Linked DNA regions of Triticum aestivum: region 1 is linked to region 2. The links are chromatin contacts, called in public Hi-C maps. All regions are on one chromosome and are shown on one strand. Each heading gives the region's core, a stretch centred on a gene start, on an enhancer-like site or on the middle of the called end of the contact. The rest is flanking DNA. Distances are from core to core; before and after follow the strand shown. Region 1 has its middle 21 kb from the start of LOC123092251. Region 2 has its middle 490 kb from the start of LOC123092251.

Evidence for each region. Hi-C and Micro-C count contacts between places; a contact is called where the count stands out from the background.
Region 1: a contact with region 2 is called in a Hi-C map of leaf, with 4 times the contacts expected there. The contact joins two enhancer-like sites. A contact is called at or near these places in 2 of 5 Hi-C or Micro-C datasets (both in leaf).

What each region holds. Positions count from the first base shown.
Region 1 is chr4B:379,951,439-379,954,179 of IWGSC CS RefSeq v2.1, forward strand. No RefSeq gene overlaps it. Among protein-coding and RNA genes, the nearest start is that of LOC123092251, 21 kb to the left of the region's middle. Within about 2 kb of position 1,388, at least 1 of the 8 cell types and tissues checked has an H3K27ac peak or open chromatin away from gene starts, as enhancers often do. A contact at or near this core is called in leaf, where this site is marked.
Region 2 is chr4B:379,436,619-379,439,318 of IWGSC CS RefSeq v2.1, forward strand. No RefSeq gene overlaps it. Among protein-coding and RNA genes, the nearest start is that of LOC123092251, 490 kb to the right of the region's middle. Within about 2 kb of position 1,358, at least 1 of the 8 cell types and tissues checked has an H3K27ac peak or open chromatin away from gene starts, as enhancers often do. A contact at or near this core is called in leaf, where this site is marked.

The DNA.
Region 1 (2,741 bases), core at 138-2,637, 510 kb after region 2:
GAGTTCTGGTACAATTCGTCGTTCCACTCGTCGATACAGTGCACTCCCTTCAAAGCATTGTATGGCGTCGAGCCGAACCTGGGGGCCATGACTCTTTGGTACGACAAGATGATGCCCATGATCGACGGCGAGCCCTGGGATTGGGGACTGCACACAGCGCGTCTCCGGGAGCAGATTCTTCGCGCCCAGCATCGCTTCAAGAAGCAGGCTGATCAACATCGCTCCGAGCGCTCCTTCGAGGTGGGCGACACCGTGCTCCTCAAACTCCAGCCATACGCGCAGTCGTCGGTGGCGAACTGACCCTGCGCCAAACTAGCTTACAAGTACTTCGGGCCATTTGCGGTGCTCGACAAGATCGGCAAGCTTGCGTACAAACTGGAGCTGCCGGCGGACATCAAGATTCACCCCGTCTTTCACGTCTCCCAGCTCAAGCCATTCACCCCCAACTATACTCCAGTCTTCTCCGAGCTGCCAAGTCCACCCGACCTTGCCGGCCGCAACGACGAACAAGTGGAAATATTGGAGCGCCGCATGGTCAAGCGCGGTGTCAGCGCTCTGGTGCAAGTCAAGGTGCGTTGGCGCAACGACACGGAGGCGATCACTTGGGAGGACTACGACACTCTTCGTCAACGTTTTCCTCACGCACCGGCTTGGGAGGAGCCAACAGCAGGCGATGAAGATCAGCAAGGCGTTCCTGAAGATGGCGCTCGCTCTGAAGGAGAGGGGAATGTCACACCGGCATCACCAGGAGCTGATGCGGTGGACGTGTGATTCGGTGGGCCCCGCTGCCTGATGGCACGGACCCACCTGTAAGGCAAATTGCCAAGTGTGGCACGGCTATTTAGCCAGCTGGTGCCAGTGGGCGTGTATGCATGTGTTGACATTACTCTGAACTTTCTCACCTACTCATGTATCTCCTCCTCCCTTGGAAAGAATCCTCTTTCCCAAGTCTCGATCTCATCCTCTTCCTCTCTTCGATCCCCACTTGAGATGATGAGTTCGTGACAGTTAAGTAGAGCGCATTGACCACCCACTCCATCCATGTCCTGAAACAAAGGTTGAAAACAATATCATACCGGCTCGTGCTTTATTCCCCATGCATGCAGATAAGGCACAACATTCCTCAAACTCTCTGAATCTCACGGTAAGACGGCAACCAAAAGAGCTCGGATAGTAGTTTAACGAAAGATTCAGAAGTATATTTCATCTTCCACCTCCCGTCGCCCAGCCGTTTTCCCCTTGTGGCAGTTCACGCGAGACGGCCTCTCACGTATCCCCTCGCCACTGGCCGGAGCTAAATTTTCTCACCGGATAATGCTTGTTAATCGGAAACGGGCCACCTGAGGGAGGCCTCCGTTCCCACTTCTCTGTCACGGCGCTCCATTGATTAGATTAAAGGAGGAGCCGGTGCTCATGCGGACCATACGCTACGTACGTTTTTAACGATTGAGGAGCCATCGGAGTGACGAGGAATTGCTGCCGTGGCGGCCGCGCGGGTTCTAGCGACGACTAGAATTCGTCCAGCGCACTGCCGTTCGTGAGCCCATGCAGGCGGCAGGGAAACAAAGGAGCAGGTCGGAAGGACCGGAGGGCAGCTATTTTGACGCTACCTACCTAGGGCAAGTTGCGTGCATATGATATGTTATCTTGTACTAGTAGCAAGGGCCTTTAGCTTTGATTATTATCCGCTAATTCATGATTGATCGCTGGCCTTTCAGTTATAAAGTAATTTTATGTAAATGATGGTGGAAAGATTGAGCACGCTTATACCGAACCCATGCCTCGAGAGTCAAGGGATACTATATAGTGGCTGCTTTTGTGGCAGTGATGGCGAGTTTATACTTTTCTACAGGTCGTGCTATGTTCCAAACTTAGGTACTAGGAGTGCAAAATACAGCAGAGACGTGGTTGGTGAAAATAAACAAGTACTAGGACTTAGCAGTAAAACACATGTGACAACGTTGGGTATGTTTTTTCTTAATATTGGCAAAAGACTGGCCATTAAGCATACGGACGGGCCCGTGATTGTTCAATCAGATTCGTCGACTGTGTTGCCCATCCTCTTGGGCGAGACTCTTCTCAGGTTGGCCTATAGTCATCTAGCTGCTGAGATTAAATCTCTTGTGAAAGTTAGAGAGTTTGTTTCTTGAAAAGTTAGTAGATATCAAAATAGGTAGCACATTAATCGGCAAACCACAGCCGTAGCATTTTTGCTTTTGCTTGATGTGTGTTCATCAGACATCTATGAAGCTGCAAACATCTCCTTTCTTCTCTCCTCCAAGAAAATGCGGCTAGGGTTTCTGCCTCCCGTCGACGGCGCCGCTGATCTTCCACGTCTCCTGTGGCGTTAGGGTTGCGCGGTGGGTCCCGGCCCTTGCCGGCGGGAGGGCTCTTTTTTTTGTGCATCTTTAAGTTTTGTTAGGGTTTGTGTCCTGTTCAGGAAGACGAGAGGACGGCAGCTTCTTGAAGATGGAATAAGATTCTCCCCGCCTAGGCCCCGTCCAGGTGGTACGTCTAGCATCGTCTATGGGCGTATGGAGGTGCGTCTCCGGCGGATCTCGCGTAATTCGTTCGGTGGTTGTCTTTGGTGGATCTGCTTAAATCCAGTCTTTGTTCATGTGTCTTCAGGTTGGATCCTTCCGATCTAAGCTTCTCTTCATCGGCGGTGGCTGCTGTACTGATGCGTTGGTCCTATGGGGCCTTAGCACGACGACTTTTCGACTATCTACTACAACAAGTTG
Region 2 (2,700 bases), core at 108-2,607:
GGGAACGGTCACGTGGAAATTTCCGTCGCGCCAAATCTCGCTGCGGATAGGGGGCAAGCTCGGGTCGGCCTCCCACCCCGTGAATGTAAAGGTTGAGGGCGAACTTTTGCCGCGCCTTGCAAAAATTTTTAAGGGCCGGACGCGTTTGCGGGGTCTGCTAGGGCAGAATTTTCCGCACCAACCCGTATTTTGCCGGTTATTTTGCGGGTCGCGATGTTATACGTGGTCTGCTAGAGATGCTCTTAGCTTTCAGGATGAAAACCTTGCCTGGTCATGACTTTATTGAAGGCATTGTTTTGAAAGCGCGATTCTTCTTTGGGGTGAAAATCTAAAATCTAGGATTAGACGATGACTGTGCTTGTGCACTGTTTCTTTTTTAAAGGCATCGTTTTTGAAGAACTTGGACTTTCGGTATTGTCTAGGTGGTGATTTATGCAGCGGCTACAAGAAATTGATTACCGTATAGGGGTCTTTCTTTTTTACTTCTCCTTTTTGTCTTTTGAATGTGTACATCCCTAATGTCTTTACCGCATTGCGTTGTTGTTGGATGAAATTAATATCTTTACGATATTAATATTTTTCGCTTTTCAAAAAAGTTACCCCAACATTGCCTGGCCCAATATTTAGTCCTCAGATCGTTCGTCATCTCATCTCCGTCTCGCCAGCGCGCCTCTGCCGCGCCACCACCAGCTCGAGACCGAGATCGTCCGCCGGTCGACACGTGCCTCGACAGCGACGAGGCGAATCGCCCGACGACTACCGCAAAGTTACTCGTTATGGAATTCTCTCGCTATTCCTTGATGGCGACGCCCGCGCACATCCGCGCACGAGGTCGCTGTTGCGCCTTCTATTTTTAGTCCCCAGCCTTCACCACTCGATTCGCTGCCCGGCCGTGGCGAGCGCGTGCAGCAGCAAACGCAACACAATCTACCACAAGTCATTGGGGATTCTGGACTAGCTACCTATAATAGCAGCTAGCGGTATGTATATAGACACAGACATCGCAGACGGGATTAACGGATAGACGCGATCGACCTAACCCTGACTACGATATGATTTAGGATAATCACGCCCGTAACCGAAGCCAGCCACACACCTAGCGGCTTAATTGTGTCCATGGAAAAGCTGCTAAATCATGTCGTCATGTCCAGGATAATCACGCCATTAGCCATTAGGCCACGGCTTGCCATAAACGTGTGTTTAGTGGGCCTTCTCTACCGCGGGGGCGTAGCGTCTCCATCGGTCGTGTTAGGATAAAGATCAGCTTAATTTTGCTTGATTATATACTTTGCTTATCTGTGCCTAAACTCATGTAGAATCCAGCCCTGTGGATAGGGTTAGCGCTTTGTGGGTTGTGGCGTCCTCCCCGCTCATTGCTGTATTATTTACGATGACATCCAGGTCACAGGTGCACGTGCGAGAACGACTCCAATAATTCTGGGACCTGGTCGTTGTGGTTTTTCTATGATAGCGAAGAAGACTGAGTTCTGTATATTTGAGGCGAAAACCATAAGAGCATACGACAAATTTACAAATCAAATATCTTCCTTAATGGATGAGTGTATGCGCGTATATATGAACGCTTACATCTGTACGATGTTCTGAAAAGAAATATCTCCCTTAATACGTGAAGCACGCACTGGGACTAAGGCTTGCACGCCGACTTGTTCACACCTGGGATTTGGCCTTTCGATGGATAAAGACTCTGACGTTCAGTCAGATCACTGACTTCATGTTTCCAAAAGAAAAATAGTCACCGACTTCATCAATCTAGTCAAGATCCAATATATTTATAATTTACACATTTACTCTGGTTTTTTCTTCTGCTGCGAGCGTGTTACTCTCTACTTTTCTCTTTTTTGCAAGGATGTTTGCTATCTACCGGCTCCATTTCAAATTGGGATATTTATATTTCTCCCGTAAGTCGAACTCACTACTCACATTTACCCTGGTTTTTTTTAGTTTGCTCAGTTTTGCCTCCAAAAGAGTTTTTTTCTTCTATTTTTTGACAAGGGGAATATATTAATATCGTGAAGATACCAATTACACCCGGGTTATGATAAAAAAATGTGCAAAGACATCAAGAATACACACAACCAAAAAGAAAGTAAAAAATAAAATAAAAAGACCGCGTTACGGTGATCAATCACTAGCATCAGCAGCACTCTAACCACCATCGAAGACAACACACTGATTACAAAAGAGGTTATCCAAAAGCAGTGTCTCCAAGAAGGAAACAATGCACAAGCATTGTCGTTGTCCGATTTAAGATCTAGGAAGAAAATATGAGTTCACCCGAAAACAGTGCCTTCAACAAGGCCATTGCAATGTACAACCCATAAAGGCCAGACCTTGGGTTTTCAGCCTAGGAATCGAGACTTGGTACTCAAGGAGCACCACCGAAAATGCAGTTCTCTAGTGTTGTCACCCCCTCTTGCCGAGGCCGCTGTTGCAAGTCACCAAACACGTGTCACCCGGTCTTCTTCTCATCCAATACACCCTTCCACCAAAGCATCAAAACCTCCAATCGTAGCTGCCATGAATTTCTCCACCTCTATTAATGCCTTGGGAATCTTGACTTAGACATGTCCCAGGACACCGATAAGAAATTGAAGCTTTACATTGCGTCCTCTTGGGGTCATTGGCTGATAATACGAGCGCGTGCCACCGAAGCCTTTTCGATCTACATATCCAGGGGCG